3 separate regions of the Zea mays genome follow, and regions 1 and 3 are each linked to region 2. A link is a contact called in public Hi-C data. All regions are on one chromosome and are shown on one strand. The core of a region is the stretch at or near the end of the contact, and the rest is flanking DNA. Distances in the headings are between cores, read along the strand shown.

Region 1 (3,481 bases), core at 689-3,188, 550 kb before region 2:
AAAAAGTGAAACAGCATGCTTAAATATATATAATTAACAAAAAACATAGCCAGAGAATTAAAGTAACATATGCAGTTATATGAAAACCTGTATATACCTAGGGGGTGAAGCCTTTTTAAGTGGTGGTGATGGCGAACGGACTTTCTTTGAAGGTGAACCCTTTTTAGGGGGCGGTGAAGGTGATCGCCCTTTCCGTGCTCCAGGCGAACTGGGCAGACAATAGTATCCATAAGTAAATGCACCCGATATAAAGAGAACCAGCATAAGAAACATTACAGTTCATGAGAAAAATACCAAACAACCATGTTCAAGCAGAATGTACGCCATGTAACTGTTTGACTTCATATATGAGAAAAGTTTAAATTGCCATGAGCCCATGACAGCAATAAAAATATGTTAACAGGGAGAAGCAAAAGCATGTGGCAGGATGGATTCTGTTGGGGGTATGCTTCGTAGCCGAAGATCCTAAAAAGAACACCTTCGAAAGGTCTTCTCAGAAGCAAGCGCCGAAGCTATTATCTATGAAGCTTCGGCACAAAGACAAATCTCAAGATGAAGGATCGAACCGACTTAAAGATGAATTGACTTAAAGACCCATAATGTTTTGTGTCATTATTGTAGTCGATTGTAAAGGATATAAATGTAATTTTGCGCAGGTTGCATCCTGTGCCTATAAATAGGTGAACAGTATCCCGGTACTGTTCACGCGATCCTGTAATCACGGACACGTTACGCCCGGATTATTGTTTTCTGTCAAGACGAATGTATAAATGTTCTTAAATATCATGTTTCAATACTTGTATATTCATATAATAAAACATGTGAGTATATTTTGTGTTTTATATTTCATTTCTCATTGTTGTCTTAAAAACATGATCACGAAGGTGAAACCTTCGTGATACTCTACTCATGACCTTCGTCCGAAGCTCATTAAATCCTTGGGGAGATAATGCTTCAGCGGACGAAGGGCATTTATACTTAACATTTTTGTGTTGCCTTGTTCTTAATTCGAAGCATTTGAGAACAAGTCCCCAACAGATTCAATCAATAAAATGGTATCAACAAATTGATTTGGGTTGCAAATGCTGGCCAGCACAGGCCTGTGCTATTATAGGAACTGCAAAAGGCACGGCTAAATAATAAGCCTACGGCAGAGAAATGGAACCAATCAAAGGTGTCCATCTGAATTCTGAATGCAGGGTCATATATTTAACTTATGTTTCCAGCCTATCACAAGCAAAACTGAAAAAACTGAATTCAGCGTTAGAAAAAACTGTTACCAGACTCTGGCTCTGTTCACTGCTGAATGACAGCATCAATTCTGTTGAGTGCCACAAGGTATAACTGTAACTGTATTCAACAGAAGTAGTTTGAACACGCAAGCCACGATTGTGGAAGTGTAAAATTATCTGAATCAAGCAGCCCCGTTCTAGATACTCCAGTTGCAGCCACCTCAAGGCTTAAGATGAGGTTACAGATGGCACTAGGGTTTGACAAAGTGACACACAAATATGTAAATAAATCGTAAACGTTGAAGACGGGGATAACTCGCTACCCGGACAAACAACTAAACACACATGAAAAAACATCCGAACAAATGCAAGAGAACCTAACAGATTAGCCTAGAATCAGTGGATCTATACCGTATAGGGTCGAGCCTCACCTGCGCTTAGCCTGAGGAGGGGAGCGGCTCCGGGACTGGGAGGACGACGACGAGAAGGAGCGGGAGCGCGACCGGGAGCGGGACGAGACAGAGCCGGAGGAGACGGAGTGGGACAGCGAGCGGGAAGAAGATCCCGAGGAGGAGCGAGACGCGGAGCGGCCGCGCCGAGGCTTCGCCATCGTCCCCGGCGGCGGCCGGGCGAAAGTCGGCGAGCCTGTGGCGTTGAGCTAGGGTTTTGAGCGGGGTTGGGAGAAGGAAGAGATAGAGTGTATGGTTCCATCCACACTCCAACTCAACCCACCCGTGTCTGTGTGAAAAGAGCCCCGGCTGCTGTCCATGTCCACTCCTTTTTTCGGCCCAGTTGGCCCAATAGACCCCGCAAAAGGAGGCCGTGTTTGGATCTGATTTTTGGGGGCTTTTCATCTAAAATAAGTAGAAACAGTTCCAAACACCCAACTTTTTAGTGCATCTTCAATACATCCCTAAAATCATTGTCCTAATCCTTATTTTAGGGGAAATAATTCCACAGTAATGTATGTAGCATTCCTAAACTTTCGCAGGTGAAAATCATCGTGTGCACGGCGCAAACATTTGTTGCCGTCGAGCTCCCAATCGCACCGTTTTTCGTTTCCCACGTGGTTTTCACCAGCATTCAGTCGACTAGGGTGGCACACACTTTTGCGCCTGTCCATGGACAATATACAGCGAAAATGAACAGCAAAAAATATTAGAAAATGATATACAATGCCACACATCCTACAAGTCGTAACGTTGACATGAATGTGCAACACAACACGTCATCTTAGTCAAATTGTGCCCTCTACACCAAATTGTGCTCTAATTATTTGACATTCGATCTGGATGCAACAAATTAAGATTTTTTCACGTGCAATAAGTCATGATGATATAGTATTATGGGTCCTATTGAGTACGTTTTTGAGAATATATTGGGAGTTGTTGGAGTACTAACACTTTTTGGAATTAATAGATTTAGGGAGATCTTAATTCCCATGTAATGGGAGATTTATTTTTAGGATCTTTTGGAGATGCTCTTACGAGCTTATCCCAACATCAGCTTTTCCAAAATAACTAGCGAAACACATGAGCCAAACGCCACCACCGAGCGGCTCTCCGGCTTTTCGCCCGTGTGTGCCTCTTCTCTGTCAGGTCCGCATGTGACCGCCCCGACCACCAGTGCCACCCTTCCCCACCCATCGATAGTGCACCTCTTTGTCGCCTCCGGTGCCCCTCTCCTCGTCCCCGCCAACGAAGTTCACATCCTCCCCCATCATAGGCATCGCTCGCGAGCTTCTCTTATTATTGGCGTCGAGCACGAGTTCCCCATCGTCGCCACCGTGTGCGCCTCCCGCAAAGCCATCACCTGACACGCATCCTCCTTCCACTTGCATCGCGTCGAGGCAAGATCCTTCTTATCCTTGCTTTTGGGCCAGCCATGGATCCTGCTCTTCCCTCCGTTTCACTATTGGCAACGCGATAAACAACGAGCGAGAGGGAACATGAAAAGCTACAAAAGTACCAAACATCTGGGCTGGCTTTTTTCTAGCTTCTTCAGTAAGTGTTTTTTCTCAACAACCAAGTAAATGCTAGTTTATTAAAATAAGCTCTTAAAAATAAGTGGATCCAAACATACAAGTAGACTGAAAGAAGAGAATTAATGGGAATTGGTTCTGTACGGTGAAATTTGAAAATGATTCTTTGTGGTCCTCTTAAAAAATTGCTTTTATTTGGATAAACTATTTGTGTATTGTAATTCTATGCATGGAGTGAATTCAGAGAGAGAGAGTCAATTTTTAGCTC
Region 2 (3,451 bases), core at 891-3,390:
ATAAACAAACTAACCAAAGAAGCAGTAGTTCCCACTGCCAAAAGCTTTATACCATTCCTCTGGAAAGAAGCAGCCGCTGTTAGTTGATCAACATGGGTTGCGAATACATCCAGGTAACTATGATTATCGTAAAATAGTTAACAATTGAATGCAATGAATCTACTTTACCACAAAAGCTCCAATCCTCTGCAGAAGTGAGAATGACCTTCCAGCCATAGCAATCTGCAGAAAAAAGTCGCATAACATGCTTTTGAATACAAGGAAAAGAAATAGGAGGTCCATTCAACTCTACTAGGAAATGAGAAACGGTTGCTTTACTTGGAAAGTATTATCAGGGCAGTTATAGAAAAAGTTGGCAATAGCTCCAGCGTTTCTTGCCAGTGGCGGCTGTAAACCAATAGTTGGAGCAGGAAGATAGACAAGCATGACGTCCGCAACAATCGCCATGACCTAGGTAGTATCAGAAGCAACAACTGAATTAGATTCCATATCAGAAGAGTTTAAATGTAAAGTTAGAAAGATACTAATCTCAGACAGTGAAGTATTTTACAACTAGTGAAGTGAAAGCACAGAAAATATGTTTTGTTTTGATAAAACAGATCTTAAGGTCTTCCATTAGTCTGAGATTGCAAAGATCGACATGTTTCATCAGCAGTATGTGAAAAGAATAAGAAATGAACAGGTTGGTTCCATGGAAAAGCCAGGGCTCTGACATATTTGGGATCGCATTACATGAAATTGACCTTATTTCCAAAATTTCCAAACATTACGTTGTTGCTGCAAAGACGAAAGTGCGGATTTGTCCTGATTGACAATCCAATGCGCTACCGGTTGAGATATGAAGCCTGAAGCGGTCTGGATGATATGAGATAAGCACAGTTAGGCGGGCGTACCACATCAGATATGACAACTTCAATCTCTTTGAAGAAATTGTCCCCTCTCTTCTGGAACTCAGCCACGGTCTGAACAAAAGGTGAAATAGTGCAAAAGGAGCCAGATTAGAACTACACAGCTCGACGCAGTTGATCATGAGAACTGTGAATAAGTTGTGTTGGTCAAACTTTCTTAGACTTGATTAGATTTATAATAAGTATTAGCAGCATTAGAAACTCTTTGGTAAGCTACATCGTCGTCGTCACCTGTTTACGAACAGAGGGAGTTTTTTTTTTCTTCATAAAAAAATAAAATAAAAACAGAATGGCAAGGTGACCTTGGCGACGAGACCGATGCCGCACTCTATGCCGAGCTTGGTGAGGAAGAGCTCGTCGGCGAGGAGCCTCTCCCTGAAGCCCTGGAACTGGAGGAGCCATCGGAAGAAGCCGTTGGCCTCGAGTTCGGTGAAGCGGCGCACGATGTCGGCCCCGATGCGGCCGCTGTCGACGGCGGCGGCGAGATCGGACGGCAGGCTGTCGAGCTTGCGGCCCAGCTGCGCCAGCACGAACAGCGCCTCCCCGCGGGCGTCGCCGCCGCCGGGCGCGTCATCGCCGTGGCCGGCGTCGTCGCCATGGCCGCCGTCGTCGCCGCCACCCTCGCCGCCGTGGTGGTTGTGGCCGTCGTCGTCATGGCCGCCGAAGCCGGCGCCGCCGCCGCCGACGTCGGAGGCTGCGGCGTCGGCGGAGGCGGAGGGTGGTGGCAGGAGCGCGCGCGGGAGGGGCGTGCCCGGGGAGAGGCTGGTGCGCGCAATGCGGAGGCGCAGCGGCGGCGGGAGGGCGGCGCGCGAGAAGGGGAGCAGCGGGAGGCGGCCGGGCGCCTTGGTCGGGAGGTGCAGGTGCAGGGGCGTGGGCTGCGCTGACGCGGCGGAGAGCGACGACGGCGAGGAGGACGGCGGGAGGGCCATGGTGGGTAGCTAGCTAAGGCGAGCGGGGGTAGCTCACCGCGGGGCGCGAGAGGGAACGCTGTACGCGGTGGGGTGGGGGGTTATGTACGAGGACGAGGAGTTGGCGCTGGGCGGGCGGACGCAACGAGGCGGCGAGGGAAGAACGTTGGTGCCGCCGTCAAAGCCTTGATCAGCCAACGAGGTTACTCACGTTAACGAGGGAAGCAAAGGCGAGCGCACACGACGAGGCGATTGGTTGCACTTGCACGCATGCCCCGCGCCGCGCTCCACCAGCCAGGGTTCCGTTTTCGTCACCCGACGCGCGCCGGGCCGAATTTTAAAGATGCTGCGGGTGGCCGGCCGGTGGGACACGCTCTTATCCCTCGCCTCGGCCTCTCGGTCAGAAGCCGTGTGGCCCGTGGCCACACTCCGTCTCCGGGCCGCGGATTGGGTAAGGCTTGGTTGGTGGGCTGCTGCGGCCTGTCATTGCGGACTCGCGTCGCCTGCTCCCACAGTCCACAACTTTTTCGTCTTAGTGGGACGAGATCCGCTTTATCGGACGATTGATGGTAATATAAAGTGTACAATGATAATAACAATAAAAAAAAAAGCTACCAGTGGGCACAGCTGCTCGAGGAGCCATACATGTCGGCCTACACTTGCAGAGATAAGGGACATCTATCTAGCTAAATTGTGAGCCTCACACACAACACACACATGAGCTTTCTCCTATCCGGGATTTCCTTGAGGTCGAGGAATCGTCATGGACTCATGGTCATGGCACAGGTAAGTTAGTAAGCTTACCTTTTCACCACAACTGAAGCTTAACACCATGGTGTCACGGCTTTTCCGGATCTTCCTGGTGGGCCGCACTGTTGTGTTTTTTTTTGTATGGTGGGCCGTTGGTATTCTTCAACACCGGAGGACGGAGAAGCCCACGTATTCGGCCCGAGAGGTCCACCATGTTACAGCTTTTGCAATCGTGGCTCGTTGAATCAGGGCCGGATGAAATACTCGTGGCTCGTTGGCTCGCTCGGTTCATGGTCAGCTCGGCTCGGCTCGGATCGACCCTTTTGAATTTTTTCACGAGCTGAGCTGACATTCTAGCTCGGTTCATTAACGATGCAGCTCGGTTCGTTAACGAGCCAGCTCGCGAGCTAAACAAGTTATCATATTTCAGCAAAACGAAACTATATGCATATCATTTACAGAATAATTGATGAACACGTTATATAAATGTGAGGTCTATGACCTATGAGTTAAACTAATGATTAATGACCTATGTCTATGTGTTAATTTGGTCCATGCAAATATAATTGTAGGTTAAACTGATGAACATGTATGTGATTTGTGAATTGATGAGTGACTAATTGTGCTAATTTGGTGTTACATTGACGTGGTTTGTGAAACTATGAGTATAATTACTACTTTCTATTATTAAATTAGTTTAAGATTAACTAAAAATTAATTATTATGTACATATTATTTTTTCTGCTCTGGCTCGCGAGCTAAACGAGTCGAGTCGAGCAGCCGAGACGAGACGAGCTGGCTTGTTATCCACCCTAATCGGAATGCCGCGGTGTCATGTGAGCCAGACAAAACGATTGAAACAGACAAAAAGCAAAGGGGCCTGGA
Region 3 (3,505 bases), core at 1,005-3,504, 970 kb before region 2:
ACCAGATTTTCACATGATGATAATTGAACTCGTCATTGCTGCCTGCTATTTTGACAGTCATTGTGAATTGTTCCAGAGCCTACAAATTTTGTTTCGTATGCATCTAATTTTGAAATTGCCATAAGGCTTCTACATTTACTTTTGTACATTATATCATATTCCTGGATTGCTAGTAGAGTTTCACCATGAAGCCATGGTTACTTACCTATTATGTTTATTTGACAGGGGTCCCCCTCGCTTTGGGGAAGACAGACCTAGGTTTGGGGATAGGGATGGTTACAGAGGAGGTCCACGAGGTGCAATGGGTGATTTTGGTGGTGAGAAGGGTAGTGCTCCTGCGGATTTCCAGCCATCTTTTAGGGTAAGTTCTAGAAAACTGCGCGCATCTCACATATTTTTTTGTTTACATTGGTTTCTTAACTCACAAATGTCCAGTTCGTTTCAAGAAAACAAGCTTATTTTTTGCACAACTTGTCCAGCTTTGTTACTCCCGCTCTCTTCCAAATTATTAGATGTTTTTTTTCTAGATTCGTGGTTTTTGCTACGCACTTGGATATACAGTATGTCTAGTTACATAATAAAAGGGATGCATTTAGAAATGTCAAAGTGTCTTATAATTTGAACCGAGGGAGTACTTAAGTTTGTGTGTAGTAATCCGCTTGAGCCCCTTTGGTATATCCATGCATGTTCATGTCTTTGTGCTGGTAAACTCCAAACTGCCTTTATAAGTTATGGTAGTGTGGTTTGCTGTTGGTAAGCAGGTGGGATATTCTTTTTGACCTCTATGTGGCAAGTCATTGTAAATACAGCATTTTCTTAAACATTTCTGGACTGCTAACAGTGCTCTTGCTGCTAATGCAAGCAAATATAGCTTGTGAACTGACTCCAATGTTTTCTCTTCTTTTTTTTCAGGGTAGCAGACCTGGCTTCGGCCGTGGTGGCGGCAGCGCTTTTGGTGCCAGTGGATCTTCCATGGAGTGATCTATCAACTTAAGCGGGAAAATTGATTCAGGATAGGCACATGTTTGTTGATCTTTGAACTTTTGAGGACAATGAGATTTTGGTTTACCGAGCTGTTGCCGTGGCTTGACATGGTTTTGTGATCCTCCTTTTTTTGTTACATTAAATTATTAAAGCAGCAAGTCATCATTCGCATCGATGGTGCTATTGCCCCCTGTTTTGATATCTGATCTCGCTGGGAATGACCTTGCTCTCTGTATTGTTGTGCTCAGAGTTTTGATATCGCTGGACAAGGCATTGCACTCCCTATCGCTTGAAATCGTCTCTGTTGGTGCTGGTGTATAAAACTTTGACGTGTGCCGTTTATAATATATATGTAACTGCAAAACCAAGTTTCTATACAAGTCAAAACAGTATACAATTTGGATCAGAAGGTGGTGCAATGTATAACCCTTCTAAATTTAAGGATGTTTTGTGTCTGATATACTTGTTCGCTGGTGCTTCTACAGTGGATTACAGCAGTTGTGACTTGTTTGACTTTTTTTAGTTTAAGTTTGATCGACTTTTTTAGTTTAAGTTTGATCGGCTCGTCTTATTCAAAACATATCTTATTCAAAAAAATCATAGTTATTTTAATCTTTAGTATGATATTGTTTAGCATATAATATATTTTTAGTTTAGTTTTGACTTTTCATTTTTCTAAAAATAATAATAAAATGAATTGGTCAAACTTGGTTTAAATAAAAAAGTCGAAGGGATTATAAAATGAGATGGGTGGAGTATTTAACTACCTATGTAGATGTGGAAAGCGTATTGCTGTACATCTAAATATATAGTGGATTTTTTATATAAAAAAACTAAATATCTATAATTTAAAATGTATTTCTTTTTTTTTAACGTAGCATAAGAGCACTTAACGATACCACGTTTCAAGAAAATTTGTTTCATTTTCAGATATCCATATCTGACATGAAAACCAAATACACGGCCAAAAAAAAGTCTGAAATGATCGACTCAGACAATCAAACAGCGAATACATAACAATCCTGGTTTAAGCCACCTATGGAATGCCATTTTTTATTATTTCCTGCATTTTGTCTGTAACAAAAAAATTGATTGTCGTAGGATCTCAAATAAAATACCTGAATTTAACGGAGCCATCAGCCATGTGATCTTTGGCACAGCCGTTTGCCTGAAAAAAGACAAATCAAAAAGGAAAAAAGAAGGGAAAAATTCTTCCATTGCGTGCTTGGCAGCTCGTCCGACGCGCCGCAGCGGGCGCTGATAAACCTCCAGTTAAACCCTAGTATCTCCCCGCGTCGCCGCACACATCGCCCGTTCGCACGCGCCGTCCCCCTGGAGGATCGAGCCACCCTCCTCACCTGGAATGGAGGACGGCCTGGAGGAGCCGCCGCCCGCGGGGAGCGCGGCCGCCAACGCCAGCTCCACCTCCGGCGGCGGCAGCGGCGGGAGCAAGGGGTCCCCGTGCGAGGAGTGTGGGGAGCAGCCGTGGAAGTACCGGTGCCCCGGGTGCGGCCGCCTCACCTGCAGCCTCCCCTGCGTGCAGGCCCACAAGCGCCGTACCGCCTGCACGGGCAAGCGCCCACGCACGGACCCCGTCCCGCTCGCCCGATTCGACGACAACCAGCTCATATCCGGTACGCCTCCGCCCCCCTCTTTCTTCTGATTAGCAGTCAACGCTGGCCTCCTCTTGAATTGCTACCTTGTTGTTGTGTCCGCGCTGTGCATGTCGCTGTCGTCAAAGATTACAACTTGCTGGAGGAGGTGAAGCAGGCCCACGATTCCGCGCACAGGCTCATCGGCGGCTTCGGCCGCAACTACGGGGGACGGGGATCAGGCGGCGCCCAGCTGCCCAGATGGCTGTTCTACCTCAGCAAGGCGGCGCACCGCCGTGGTGTCAAGCTCTGCTTTCTCCCCAGGGGCATGGCCAGGAGAGAGCAGAATCGATCGCAACACAATTACAGGTGCTTTGCCTTGTTGATTTAATTTTTACTTGCCATCGGTGTGAACTGGAGATGTTCTGCAGGCTTTCTCTGCAGTTGTTGAATGACATGTCATGCAGTTCCTTTCTCATTATTGTTTGGAAGGATCTTGTTTCAGTTCAAGTATTTGGTGCCTCTAACAGTGTTAGAGAAACGATGAGATGGAACTTTGATGATAAGCCCATCAAGGTTATTAAAACGACGAAACGTTGAAACGCTCATGGGTGGAGTTTTAACTTTTAAACGGTTTAAACAAAGTTTAAACGTAGTTTTAAACAACATAGAGAAATTTCAATATATAATAATTTCAGACAATAACATAAAGTCAAATACCAAACAACCAACATAAGTTCACATAATAATATTGTGCAAAATAAAGTGGAATGCAATGTCCACAACCACAAGCACACATGTGTTACTCAAGCACTCAATAACCATCATCCAAATCATCTAAACCAACATCATCCGTGCTAAAATCAGCCATTTCTCCTCCAATCTATTCTGCAATAATGGAATGCATGTTCAGAACACAGCACTTCAAT

Evidence for each region. A called contact is a pair of places that touch in the nucleus more often than the background predicts.
Region 1: a Hi-C map of ear shows a contact between it and region 2, with 2.3 times the contacts expected there. The contact joins the promoter of LOC103650711 here to the promoter of LOC100275802 in region 2. A contact is called at or near these places in 4 of 25 Hi-C or Micro-C datasets (ear, endosperm, leaf and 1 more).
Region 3: a Hi-C map of ear shows a contact between it and region 2, with 2.0 times the contacts expected there. The contact joins the promoter of LOC103650705 here to the promoter of LOC100275802 in region 2. A contact is called at or near these places in 2 of 25 Hi-C or Micro-C datasets (bundle sheath and ear).

What each region holds. Positions count from the first base shown.
Region 1 is chr3:148,925,369-148,928,849 of Zm-B73-REFERENCE-NAM-5.0, forward strand. It overlaps LOC103650711, which reads right to left and starts at 1,939. Exons shown (of 12, transcript NM_001324272.1): 1 at 1,664-1,939; 2 at 98-208. The coding sequence starts at 1,842.
Region 2 is chr3:149,474,015-149,477,465 of Zm-B73-REFERENCE-NAM-5.0, forward strand. LOC100275802 reads right to left here and starts at 2,141. Exons shown (of 8, transcript NM_001371517.1): 1 at 1,211-2,141; 2 at 894-962; 3 at 319-450; 4 at 169-222; 5 at 15-59. The coding sequence starts at 1,837.
Region 3 is chr3:148,503,556-148,507,060 of Zm-B73-REFERENCE-NAM-5.0, forward strand. LOC103650705 reads left to right here and starts at 2,255. Exons shown (of 5, transcript NM_001326389.1): 1 at 2,255-2,618; 2 at 2,726-2,945. The coding sequence starts at 2,348. LOC100286375 (40S ribosomal protein S10) reads left to right here. Exons shown (of 5, transcript NM_001159262.2): 4 at 226-361; 5 at 913-1,157. The coding sequence ends at 981.